Linked DNA regions of Mus musculus: region 2 is linked to region 1. A link is a contact called in public HiChIP or PLAC-seq data. All regions are on one chromosome and are shown on one strand. Each heading gives the region's core, a stretch centred on a gene start, on an enhancer-like site or on the middle of the called end of the contact. The rest is flanking DNA. Distances are from core to core; before and after follow the strand shown. Region 1 overlaps Reep3 (receptor accessory protein 3). Region 2 overlaps 4930521O17Rik (RIKEN cDNA 4930521O17 gene).

The links. HiChIP or PLAC-seq counts read pairs in DNA pulled down with a chosen protein or histone mark.
Region 2: a contact with region 1 is called in an H3K27ac HiChIP or PLAC-seq map of large pre-B cells, with 4 times the contacts expected there. The contact joins two enhancer-like sites. A contact is called at or near these places in 1 of 39 promoter capture datasets (pre-B cells) and 1 of 115 datasets of contacts at active chromatin or transcription factors (large pre-B cells).

Annotation. Positions count from the first base shown.
Region 1 is chr10:67,068,835-67,075,807 of GRCm38.p6, forward strand. All of the region lies in intron 1 of Reep3 (receptor accessory protein 3), which reads right to left. Among named protein-coding and RNA genes, the nearest start is that of Reep3, 25 kb to the right of the region's middle. Within about 2 kb of position 3,272, at least 51 of the 459 cell types and tissues checked have an H3K27ac peak or open chromatin away from gene starts, as enhancers often do.
Region 2 is chr10:67,962,492-67,969,464 of GRCm38.p6, forward strand. 4930521O17Rik (RIKEN cDNA 4930521O17 gene) reads right to left here. Exons shown (of 3, transcript NR_152797.1): 3 at 1-265. Among named protein-coding and RNA genes, the nearest start is that of 4930521O17Rik, 7.7 kb to the right of the region's middle. Within about 2 kb of position 3,735, at least 66 of the 459 cell types and tissues checked have an H3K27ac peak or open chromatin away from gene starts, as enhancers often do.

The DNA of each region.
Region 1 (6,973 bases), core at 2,022-4,521:
TGAGTCTCCATATGTCAAAGCATAACGTTGCTTGGCAAATTCTTATTTCACTCCTTTCAGAATCAAACACATGGTATTTTAATATATTAAAGGACAAAACAAGACAAACAAACAAACAAACAAAAACCCCAACCAGACTAGAGAGTAACTAAAACCATAGAAGTAATACCAAATAAACACAATGAACTACAGAATCAAAAGTCAGAAGGGTGGAAGACAGCAGCAGCAGCAGCAGCAGCAGCAGCAGCAGCAGCAGCAGGTTTGTCTGGATGAGTTTCCGCAATTAGCGTCCCACCCTCAGAACAACAGGAAATGCAACATTGTTACCAAAGCGGACTCTGCGTATCCCACAAGGGCTGTTTTGCCGGCACTCAGATAGACTGGAGCAGGGTTGACAAACCGGATGGACTAACTCATAGTGGTCGTCCCTTCGGCCCCATTCCTGTGGTAAGCACAGACCACTAGTTATTCACCACATTCGAATTCTGTGGTGTCAACTTGGCTCATCAGCCTCATACCAACAACAGTCTGAAGTTCTATAGAGCCGCCTGTGACCAACCAGTACTGCCTTGTTCTAAACCTTTATTCCTCCATGAAGGCTCATCCTAGCATTAGATTAAGTTTGACCATGGGTTATTTTTTTTTAAGCTCCCTTGAGAGGAAAAAGTTGTATTATATTTTACATTTTCCTTCAAGTATAGAAACTGCTTCAGGAAGCCCACAAACACAAGAGGGGCAGTGTCGAGGGCAGGCAGTGTGTACGATGCTTGTACCCTTGCTTGTGAAATTTCATGGGTGAGGTTTCCTTTAGAATTCAGTAATACAGTGCAGTGCTCAGCACTTTAAAAAGTTCTTATTCCTACTTGATAAGGCTACATGATGCCTTTCTTTTTCACGGATTGCCAGGAAACCAAGAATCCAATCTGTTGCTCAGCTACATCAATTATGCTGGTTCATTGTATTGCGTATTTATATTTTTATTTGCAAAATTTTCTTTGGTTTGCGACTTCTCGGTCCTCCTGTTTTTTTTCCTCATTATAACCACTTGGTAAACCGATGTCTTCAAGCAACCAAAATAGCACACCAGAGAATACAATTGTAACGTGACAGTGGGTGTGGTTAAGCAATCAGGTGCTTCTAATAGGAGACAGAACACCTGAAAGGCACTTCCTCTCATGCATGGAGCCGTTCCTTTGAGTCCCAGGACTCCTTAAAAAGATGGGTGTGCTGGTGAGTTTGTAATCTTAGCTCTGGGGAGGTGGGGGCAGGTGGGTTCCTAGGATTTAATGGACACTTTCCCAGGCTACTTAGCAAATTCCAAGCCAGTGAGGAGAGGCTGGCTTTTTGTTGTTGTTTTGTTGAGACAGGATTTCCTCTGTGTAGCCCTGGCTGTTCTAGAACTCACTCCATAACACTTGTGTGCTCCCTGTCTGCCCCAAAATTCAACATACATTTAAGAATTCTATTCGCGCCGGGCGTGGTGGTGCACGCCTTTAATCCCAGCACTCGGGAGGCAGAGGCAGGCGGATTTCTGAGTTTGAGGCCAGCCTGGTCTACAAAGTGAGTTCCAGGACAGCCAGGGCTATACAGAGAAACCCTATCTTGAAAAATCAAAAAAAAAAAAAAAAAAAAAAAAAAAAAAAAAAGAATTCTATTCATTATCACTATACTATACAACAGTAGCATTCTGATTTTTTGCAGACTATTTTTCTCTCCCAGAGAAAATCTTTTTGTAGAGCCTCCTCCATCTGGACTCACCTCCAGCAGCTTCTGAAGACGCACTGATCTGGGAAAGAGAGACCCTTAGAAGCAGAGGTAGAGCATCTACATTCTGCATTGCCAACAGCGATGCGCGACAATGTAGCGCTCACTCTGGGCTACTGTCCTCTCAGCTGATGATGTGCGACAATGTAGCGCTCACTCTGGGCTACTGTCCTCTCAGCTGATGATGCGCGACAATGTAGCGCTCACTCTGGGCTACTGTCCTTCCAGCTGATGTCCTGCTCACTCTCATTTTGGATTAAAACTGATTCTGAAGAAACAATAGGCTGTCAGCATGGCAAGATGGGTTCAGTCCTAACTGGACTTATTATTAACTTCTTCTGAGAGGGTGTCATTTAACCAACGCTGTCTTTAACTTGTGACCGTCCTAATCAGCTTTCCTAGTGCTGGAGTCACAAATGTGTGATATTACCCCTGGCTCTAACGAGATGTAAACATTTCCTTTTGAGATTTTTTTTTTATTTTAAAAAAAATGTGTATGCCCAGGTGTATGTTATACATCATGTATATGCAGTGTTCTCATAGGTTAGAAGAAGGATCCCCTGGGAGGGTTGTAAGCTGTCATATTCTGATCAGACTTTTAAAGTAGCAAGTTGTTTTGACTCTTGCTTCTTGACTTACACAAGCTTAAGTGATTGTGACAAAGTGAGCTACACCCGTAAACTGAAACATCAGCTTGAAAACCTTTAGGCACCCCTGAAATTCACTCCAGGACAACCCCAAACTTATGGTCCTCCAGCTTGCCGAACCTCCATCTCCCAAGTGTAAGAATTACAGGTATCTGCTACCATGTGCAAATTTATATGGTGCTGAGGCTGGATCATGGCTTTGTGCATACGAGGCAAACCCTCTACCAACTGAGCTATGGTCTCAGCTCACAACTTATACATCTTTGAAAACAAAGATGCTTTCCTATAAACAATGATTAGCAGCCAAATCAAGGTCAAGTGGAACACAATACACTTGTTACAGTCCAGCGATGGAACCCTGGTGAGTCACTGTACCATTGTTTATGTGGCTAGTGAATGCATCACACACACACACACACACACACACACACACACACCCCAGTCAAAGCAATGTGCGACTTCTGTCTTTACAGAGATTTGTTGCTGCTTAACTACAATTAAGGGGCTATAGCCTAAAAGAAAAACAGCAACGGGGAGAAGTTGGGTTCATGCAGAAGAGACTCCCCCTGAATACTACGTAGTTCTAGAACGGAAGGTCCACATTTAAAACTGTTAAGGACAGAAAGAGACAGTACCATTCCTTGGGGAAACTTTGTACACATTATCAAGAGCTAAGAAGCTTGGAATTTTCATGTTGTCAGAGCTAAACTTAATTTTACACCACAGGGCCTCAGATTTCTACTCTAAAAGGAAACAGAAAGCTAAAGGGAAAAAGAAAAGACCACACAGCACATCAGACTCCTCCTTCCTCTTTCCAGTCTCCCTCCTCTGGCCACGCCCTCTCTCCTACCGCAAGACCCTACTGCATGGTAACCTCTAGCTCATGGAAAATGCTTGCAAGAATGCCGAGGTGCTCAGGGATGTAGCTTAGTGGGTAGAGAGCTTGTTTAGCATGCACGAAGCCTTGAGTTTAATCTCCAGCACAGCATCCACAGGGGTAGAGGGTTAGTGGTACATGCCCACAGACCGAGGACCAGGAGATGGACTGTCAGACGTTCAAGGTCATGCTTAGCTATTTAATAAGTTCTAGGCCAGCCTGGGCTACCTCCATAAGACCTCATCTCAATGGGGCAAAAATGTAGGTGATGTAAAGGTTACTGTGATAGTTCTACAAACCACACAAACAATCCTCAGAGAGGTTGAAGAGTTTAGGATTGATTGATTGATTGATTGACTGATTGATCCAGGGAGGATTGGTTGACCCCGACACAGAACACAGGGCTTCTTACTTTTATGACCTTTGCTCTCCTATACCCGAAACAAAACCCAGAGAAAAGTCTGTATGATTTCACACACTGCATAGCTCACACTTCCCATGTTAGCAGATGAAGGCAACATATGGATCTAAGCCATCACAGTTGTAACCTGGTAAAAGAAAATTGTCCTAAAGAGACCTGAACCCAGCGGTGCACTCAATCTGCCGGGGCCCATCCTTAGCTTTGAGTATTATTCGCTCCATTCCCAGATTCCCACCAAATTGGTTAGGTGGCAAAGACTTGAAGAGGTCACAGATTCCTCCTCCTCTGACCAACTCCTGACTCTTGAGTGAGTGTTTGCTCGGGAACCTCAGGCTTTATTTAGCTTCTTAAGCACAGGATCTGTAAAACCACACTTACCATTAGCCTCCCTGACTGAAAGAGCATTTAAGAGTTGAGTTGTAATCTAAGGTTTAAAAACAAAAAACACCAAACCAGATCTGGTAGAAGGAAAAAAAAAAAAAGAAAAAAAAAAAGACCATACAAACCAGTTTTGAAATTTTGAGAAAATTTCCTTTCCTAAAATATACCCGATTACGCCAATGAAGCAGAGCCTGGTAAGGCAAGCCATATGCAGGGATTCGTGGTAAGGCAAGCCATATGCAGGGATTCGTGGTCTGCTGTTCATTACTTCCAACTTCCCAAAATGAAGTCAGGTCTAAGTCTTCTGCCAACGCCACCCATAAGACACTCATTCCCACCGCACCTCCTAAGCTTCAGTCCCCTCCTGTCACCCCAGAAATCTCTGCAGGAGTCTGACAAACCGAAGTGAACTTAGCAGTTTGTTTTCGAAGCATCTGTTGTTCTTATCATCATCACCACCACCACCAACCTGTACCCTCCTCCTCCTCTTCCTCCTCCTCCTCCTCCTCTTCCTCCTCCTCCTCTGCTTTTCAAGACAGGGTCTCTGTGTAGCTCTGGCCATCCTGGAACTCATTCAGACATCTACCTGCCTCTGCCTCCCAAGTGCTGGGATTAAAGGCGTGCGCTACCACCGATCGGTCAAAACATTTTTAAATTCTCCTTTAGACAAAACCGATCACCGATGGCAAGGTGCATGCCAGACTCTACTATACCCTCCCTCGCCTATGACCGCATCTGTGCATAATTCTTAATTTTTTGACTTGTGGTGCTGGGGAAACTGCCGGGGGCTTTCAGAGACGGGTTCTCTGCTCATTATTCTTACAGGGTCTCTGGTTTCTCTACTTTTTTTTTTTTTTTTTTTTTTTTTACTATTTTGAAGATGGAGTCTTGCTACATAGTTCAGGCTAGCCTCAAGATCACGCTTGGCCAGACTGAACCTCCCAAATGCTTAGGGTGGCAGGCAAGCATCCATTTACAGGATCTGGAAGCCTAAGCGTTATTATTTTTGTGTTTCTTAAACCACTTCCTTAGTTTCTTTCACTCAGATCCTCAGAGTGTCTACAATATCACCGAGGCAGTAAATTTCCCCACGCCACTCCCTATGGCTAGAACAATCTCTCTTCATGATGACAGCCACACTCCTCTCAAACTTACATTAATGGGGTTGAAAGGCTTGTTAGCCTCTTTCTGTGGGACAGACAATAGCATACATTATGGTATCAAAACATATCAAGAACATAGTGATCAGACACCATAAAGGCATTTAAAACCGCTCTTGACATTTTCTTGAGCCAACTACCCGGCAGAGGGACATCTATGCATCTCCTCTAGTCCAAGCACACCAGGGAGGTGGGAGCATTCTTTTCTATCTTGGACAACTGAGCAGACGAAGAAATAAACAGGTCACAAGAACTCTTGCACTACCTAATTTGACCCTGAGTTCAGTCACTGGAGAAGCCAGCCTGCTGGCTGGTTGGCACCAAGTCCTCTCCTCTTCGGAAGCATTGTTCATGAGTTTGGAAGGGAGATTTTGGACGACACCACACTATTGCCCCTCTGAGCAAAGGTGCAATCTTTCCCAATCTTGACTTGGTTGGGCATCCCCCATTCCTGAAAGAAGCCCCATGGAAATATAGACAATAAATAGTAAAGCCATGTCAAAGTTCTTCCTTAGGAGGCGCTCTCTACGTCAGTCTCCCAAGTATAAGATTTAGACATTGATTTTACTTAACTTCAATTTTTTTTTTTTTTTTTTTTTTGCTAGGGATGCTGGTACATGCTTTTAATCCCAGCACCTGGGAGGTAGATGTACGTTGACCTATGAGTTCAAGGCCAGTCTGGTCATATCGAGTTCCAGAACAGGGCTATAAAGAGAAACCCTGTCTCACAAAACAAAACGATCAGTTTTTATTAGTGTGTACATTTGCGTCCCTCTATCTGCCACCCCTAGAAGCCAGAAGTGGGTGTCATGGGACTTATAGGCTACTATGAACTATTGCTGTGCCCTCTGGAAGAACAGCAAATGCAGGTGTGAGGACCAAGTCTAAACGTCTAGCTCCCATGTTAAAAAAACAAAAACGAAAAACCCCAAAAAGCCGGGCACAGCGTTGGTGCCTATCATCCTAGCAGTAGCCCTCCAAGACAAGCAGGCAGATACCCAGACACCCCACCCTGTCAGTCTTGTCAAAATGGCAAACTTCCAGTTCAGAGAGACCCCCCTACCTCAAGGCAATAAAGCAGAGACATATAAAGGAAAGTTCTAGAAGTCCTGCTCTGGGGTCCACATACTCACACAAGCTTGCTCACACCCATAAGCAAATACTTAAAAACAAAACAAAACAAAACAAAACAAAATATATTTATGAACCTAGGCTGGCCTTGAACTCCTGAATTCCTGCACCATCTCTTGAGTGCTGGGATCGCAGGCACATGTCACCTCATTCAGTTCTAAGTAGTGTTGGGAATTGAATCCAGGGCTTAGTCCGGTGCGAGGCAAGCACTTTGTCAGCTGAGCTCTACCACTGCACTGGAAGGTATGTATTTTGACTTTGTAGGAAATTACCATCACAATTTTAAACGAGTAATCTCTCTTCTTAACACTGGTCCTAAGGCCTTCGGTTGACCTTGGTGCCAGTGAGTATTTGGTTTCTGTTGTAATCATAGATTCCTCAGGGTTTGAATGGTGTTATCACTAGTACACTTAAGTATGTTATTAAAGATTTTTTTATTTATTAAAAAAACAAGTGCCAGGTGTGGTGGCGCACACCTTTAATCCCAGCACTCGGGAGGCAGAAGCAGGCGGATTTCTGAGTTCAGTTCGAGGCTAGCCTGGTCTACAAAGTGAGTTCCAGGACAGCCAGGGCTATACAGAGAAATCCTGTC
Region 2 (6,973 bases), core at 2,485-4,984, 890 kb after region 1:
TTCACCAAGTTTATAGGAGAATGGGGTTGTGAGGTAGGGGTTGAAAGGCTTTTTATTATACTTTACATCTGAAAAATTAAAGTCTTGTAATCGAGCACATGAAAGGCTGTCTAGTTATTCTTCCAACAATGCCCCTTTCTATTCAAAGCTGAAGATGAATTCAACCGCGCTGAGTCTGCCTGGGCTTTGAAGAAACAGATGCGACTATTGTTCAAGATCTGCCTTGAAAGTGAAAGCTTTGCTCGGCTCCCGAAAATTGTTGCCACTGTCAGGAAGGGGAAAAAAAAATATTGTGTCAGCGGACGAGTGAATACATTCATTCTATGATAGGAGATGCTGAACCATACCATAGTCACAGACAGCATCTCCTATGCGTATCCTGACCTGCGATATCCAGCTGATCAAAGAATGCCATCTAAACTCACAGGTATGCAAGACAGAAGTCAAGCAATATAGCAGATGCTACACAAGCAACATCCTTCCCTTCTCTCTCGTTTCTTCTTATTTAACTCTCTGTGACCTCCAACAACAGCTGGAAAGAGATACCACAGTAAAGCTCACCCCCACCCCACCCCACCCCCATTACCCATATACCTGAGAGGACAGAAGGCAATGGTCTTAGGGAGGTGAAGCACACCGGGGAAGCCACTACCTAACAATCCATGCCCACTAGTTGATCTGCCATCCAAAGGGTCACATCCAGAACACATCCTGAGATGTTCCCTTGAGATATAGTGATGCCATTTGAAGATACCACATCACTACTTCCAATAGATAACAAAGCTACCAATTTATCATATTTATAAAGATCATTAGGATAAAATAATGTGTCCCAGGAGCATACAAATACACATACACACACACTAAATGTGGAAAAAAAATCCTTTCAAAAATTTACCTTGAACCAAGAATCCTGTTAAACAAAGGCCAACCAAGCTCACTTCAACAAAGATACTGGACTTTGGGGAAGAAAATCTTTTATCAAAGAGATCTCTTGATCTTTTTCTTATAATGTTTATTTAGCATTTGGGGGGTATGGCACATTTGTAGACGCATGTTTGTCTCGGCACTTTCAAATGTGTATCAGGGTTATGATTATCATGGAAGGTCACCATTAGGAAGTGTCCCGCAGAGCTTGCTGGTGGTGAGGGAGCTCTGGCAATTTCCACAACAGCAAATGAGACTCTAATACTGAGATATTGTTGGCACATGAAGCAATAAAAGGCCATATCTGATGACCATGTTCTCCAGCTTGCAGAAACATCCATTCCAAAGGTCAGAATCAGGACTACAGGTGACGAAAAGTCCCATGCTGATATTAGATGCTCTTTCGCTTTTGGGATACTTATTTCGACTGGAAATTTTCTTTTGGTGAATGTTATAAGAAACAAGTGGTCACCTTCCTGTATGTAGAGAGAGCTTGAAGAAATGAAATTGCCATGTATGAGATGGAGTAAATTGGTAGGAAGGAATTAGAAAAGTGAGCTGCTGAGAGACAAGTTTTCATTTAGCGGTATAACATCGCTTCAACTGCTAACGGAGCCATAACTGCAGAGTGAAGCTTACTCACAGCTCAGTCAGTAGCTCCAAGAGGAGATAAAGCTATGTTTTTCCTACTCTCAGTTGTGTGTTCTGAGCCCCCAACCCTATTCCCTCCCGTGGTGGATGAGCGAGCGAATCCAGCTTTCTGGGTATCGAAGTGGCAAGAACCATTTTGCAATTCAAAAGATTCGGATCCCTTTGAGGCAGTGATTTTGAAAGTGTGGCTCTCTTTTTAAGTCCATTGACCATCGCGACAATAGGCATTAGGCATGACTAGCTGCTGAGTGCATCTGTCACACTGACCCACTAAGAAGGGGAAATTTGTGCTGGTGGAAGGGATTTTGCAACCTGGAAAATTCTTTTTATCTTTCTGTTTAAAACAATACTAATTATTCTATCACGGTGTTTAATATGTAATATTAAACTGTACTGCTATATAAAAAAAGTACAACTTTAAGAAATTTAAAAATAAATACAGACTCTAAGTTTGAGAGAAAATTACTTAATAGTCATTTGAACACAACTGGCCAGTGAAGTTTATATAGAGCTCAAACCATATTTTGAATCTTTTACACTTCTGAATGCGAACTAGGAAGGACGGAGATGGGTGATCTATTCCACGTGTTTAATAACAGGGGGTGCACTGGGTCTGGTGTGTAATTACTCATCACCCACTGTTAGCCTTACTGTGGTACCTATCAACACAGCAAGTACTTCCTACCATTACTATGGGGCCCTGCCGGACCTGTTTGGACATTCATACCACAGCAAATGCAAAGCCCAAACCAACAGTGTCACAAGGCCCAGTGTTCCCTCTCGCTGACAGCTGAAGTAATGGGTTTATGTTCTTTGTCACCAACGCAGAGCCTGCTAACCAGCCTCCCCCATTCTTAAACAAGGTGGTGGCACATTCTCCCAATTTTATATTTACCAGAAAGTACCAGGAAAGGCACCTTTCAGCTTTGCTCTTCTGCTTTGCTCTTTCCAATGAGAAGGTCCCACTGATAGACTGGCTTAAAAAGGCACATGGAGCTGGAAAACAAAGTGCTGTACCAAGATTGTAGCAACTGTGGTCAGAAGCCAGCTCAGTGTTCACTTTGCAGTCGCAATAAAAGCTAATCCTTTTCAACCTTAAAACAAACTTATTTTTCTAAAATCGCCTTCGGTTTTTTTTTTATTTTAATCGGTCAAACGGTTGACTTGTAATAGAAATTCAAAAGCTTTAGGCATCTTCGGAAGAGAGGGGACAGGTGGTCATTGAGATGTTTTGGATGGTAACAGCTCCACTTCATGTGGAGGTTTTCAAGCTTTTCATTCTGCAGTTATCTCACTTAGATCTCCAGTTTGTGTAGCTTCTCTGGTGTTTTCTTCTTGAGGCTGGCTCTAAAACAAAGAGTACATCAGCTCTGTGTTTCAAGTGGCACTCTAGACAAGTATTTGCGCAGGCTTTACATTTCTCAAACACCTGCACCTAGACGGGGCACCCCCAACAAGTCTGGGGAGCAGAAGGGAGAACTCTTAGTTCTACTTTATACATTAATTACCTGGAGCTCAGAGGTGTGAAATGACCCATCAAATGGATATTAGATAGCTGGGCTAACACCATACTGAAACCCTCTCTCCTCCATTGGTTACTTCTGACTATTAGTTTCCATTGTTAATTTGACACAACTAGAGTCCCATGGGAAGTGAGTCTGGGGATTGTGTAGATCAGGATAGCCTGTGGGCATGTCTGGGGGTGTGTGAGGGGGAGGGTGTCTGTCTTGATTACTTCATTGATGCAGGAAGGCTCTGCCTAAAAGTGGAGGGCACCATTCCCCAGTCTTGGGTCCTGAATTATTTAAGTGAAGACGCAAGCTGAGCAGTAAGTACCCATGCATTTGTTTCTCTGCTCTTCCCCTGGGATGTGACTTGGCTAGCTGCCTTGGATGCTAAAATGAACCCTTTCTCCTGTAAGTTGCTTTTTGTCAAAGTATTTGCTCACAGAAACAAACCTCGCATCCCCTGAGATGAAGCAGGTCATGTTGTAACATTAAAAGCCCTCAGACCCAGGAGCTCAAAACAAAGAATGTGTCCCCATATGTGCAGCTCAAGATAACTCTTGAGTTCTCCCATTCTGAAACCTGGGATAGCACACTGATTCACATTCTGGACACTTGCCTGTCATTGGGACAAAGACAAAGGAAAACTGCAACAAAGAGTTACACAGCCCTCCCTGCTCTTCCAGCTGTTTCCTCGGCCTCTTCTGTGCACGGTTCATCAGCAAAAATCTCACGGGACATCTGCGTCCAAAAAGGGAACCCTCTGAGGAAGCAGAACAAACTGGAATCCTTTTTAAATGTTGCTACTTATAAAACAGACAGGAAATGCTCACTGTACTCTAGCTCCTATGGGCTGTTGCAAACTGCAGGAGCAAACCCGGTTCTGTGGAGGGAGAATCGGAAGCTCACATTCAGGATCTTGAGTGACATGCCGTAGCTCCTACCTTGTAAGGATTTGTGCTTCCTGTCTACATGTGTTCTGAACTCAAAACCTATGAGCTAAGCAAGAAAAACCATCTGCCCACGAGTCCAGTACGCAATGGAGATGTGTTTATGGATCAGCTTAGGCTCTGTTCCCTTCTAGAAAGGAGAAATCTGGGCTGGAGCTGTGAACTCTCATAGAGTAAATGTTTCAGAGGTCTTCTGTCCCCAGTGGGGAGAGGAATTTTCCTTGAAAGGGGACTCTGTAGTCCATCATTCTTCATAATTCTCAATTCTACCATCTGGAAAAGGCTTCCTTTCTGTTTTGCCCCAAATGGATATGTGTTCTTCTGTGTGTGTGTGTGTATGTGTGTGTGTGTGTGTGTGTGTGTGTGTGTGAGAGAGAGAGAGAGAGAGAGAGTGTGTATGTGTGTGTGTGTGTGTGTATGAAAAAGGGAGAGAGACAGTGTTTGTGTGAGTGTGTGTGTGTGTGTATGAAAAAGGGAGAGAGACAGTGTTTGTGCGAGTGTGTGTGTGTGTGAGTGTGTGTGTGTGTGTGTGTGTGTGTGTATGAAAAAGGGAGAGAGACAGTGTTTGTGTGAGTGTGTGTGTGTGTGTGTGTGTGTGTGTGTGTATTTTGACATGAGCACAGAATGTTAAGAATTCAAGACCAATCAGCCACTTGACATGGTTGCCGGGAACAGGACTCTAATTCTCTGCAAGAACAGCACATACTCTTAACACTAAACTGTCTCTCCTGGCCACATGCTTGACATTTTTATATCAAGCTAAACATCTTAGCCAACTGTCCACTGGCACAGAGAGCCTTGTGGCTTCCAGTAAAAGTGTATCAGAACACACAATCAATAGTCAACATACAAACAAACAAACAAAAACAAAGGAACAATCATCGTACGTAAATGCCAGTGGAAGTAACGTCAGATTAACGTCCTTAATAACTACAGATACCAGGATGACAGGCACAGAACATTCATGAAGAGATTTACATAAATAAAATATATATTTATTTAATGTATTTATTATATTATTATACATTATATAATAAATAATACAATATATAAACTAAAAATACTATATACATACATATAAAGTCAGAAATTAGTCATCAAAATGACTTAGCGATTTCAAAATGGTTAGTGAAGGCTGGGTGTGGTGGTACAAGCCTGAAATCCCAATACTCAGGAGTTTGAGGCAGGACGATGGAGAGTTCCAAGCCAGCCTGGGCTACATTAACAAGAGCGTTCTCACCGCTCTCCTAAAAACTATCTAGGAAGGTTTTAAGAAGCAACAAAAATTATTTTGCTATACATATATAGTTCAACTTCTGATATAAACTCAATAGTTTTAAGAGGGAATTAGACCCAGATAAAGATAAGTTTAAGCCTTTTTGGAAAACCTGAACACTTTATAAAAACATATCTTCAACGTGTGTGTGTGTGTGTGTGTGTGTGTGTGTGTGTGTGTGTGTGTGTGTGTGTGTTGGGGCCAGCAAGAAACCTCAGCAAGAAAAGATGTTGCTCTGGAAACCCAATGGCTTGAGATCTATCCCCAGAAACCATTTCTTTAAATATTGGTTTGCACTGGGACACACTTGTCATCCCAGCACTCCCGCAGTGAGATAGAAGGCAGAAATGAGAATTACCCAGGAACTCTCTGGTCAGCTAGCCTGGAGAGCCAAGCACAGCAAAGACAAGAGAAATCTTCCATCTAAAACAAGCTGGAGGCAAAGAACTCCTGAAAAGCTGTCCTGTCTTTCTCACAAGGACACTGAGATACACACTCACCTGCACACACATACACAGTAATAATAATAAAAATATTAATAAAATGAAATGAAATGAAAAAGAAATATTCACTAACCTAAATGTATAATTTCCCTCTAAATTCAGTCCACTTCTAAGATAAATTCCAATGAGTTTCTTTTTTATCAAATTCATGTGTGTGTGGCGGGGACAGTGGGGAGGACATGTTTGCTTCAGCAGAGGTCTGAGAACACCCTATGGGTGTCAGCTCTCTGCTTCCATCATGTGGGTCCCCTGGGTCAAACTCCAGCCACTGGGGGTGGGGGGAAGTCCCCTAGCCCCCTGAGCCATTTCATTGGTTCTCTAGTTGGTGTCTATTTTGTTCCTTCTAAAACTGAGGAGTTGGGTCAAAATCTTATATAAAAGAGCCTGGGACCCAAAATAGCTAATGCACTCTGGAAGGGAAAAGGGTGGTGTGTCTATAGAGAGAGTATTTCTACAGCCAAATGAGCGAGAGAGGAATTTATCCTTTGCCGGATTCACAATAGCAATTTGACTTAAGATAATGTTGCATGGTACTGGTATAGTGACAGAGAAGTAGACCAATGGAACAGAATTGAAGACCCAGAGATGAACCCACACACCTATGGTCACTTGATCTTTTACAAGGGAGCTAAAACCATCCAGTGGAAAAAAGACAGCATTTTCAACAAATGGTGCTGGCACAACTGGCTGTTATCATGTAGAAGAGTTCGAATTGATCCATTTCTATCTCCTTGTACTAAGGTCAAATCTAAGTGGATTAAGGAACTCCACATAAAACCAGAAACACTGAAACTTATAGAGGAGAAAGTAGGGAAAAGCCTCGAAGATATGGGTACAGGGGAAAAATTCCTGAATAGAACAGCAATGGCTTGTGCTGTAAGATCGAGAATCGATAAATAGGACCTCATAAAATTGCATTGCTTCTGCAAGGCAAAAGACACCGTCAATAAGACAAAAAGACCACCAACAGATTGGGAAAGGATCTTCACCTATCCCAAATTGGATAGGGGACTAATATCCAACATATATAAAGAACTCAAGAAAGTGGACTCCATAAAATCAAATAACCCCATTAAAAATGGGGCTCAGAACTGAACAAAGAGTTCTCACCTGAGGAATACCGAATGGTAGAGAAGCACCTGAAAAAATGTTCAGCATCCT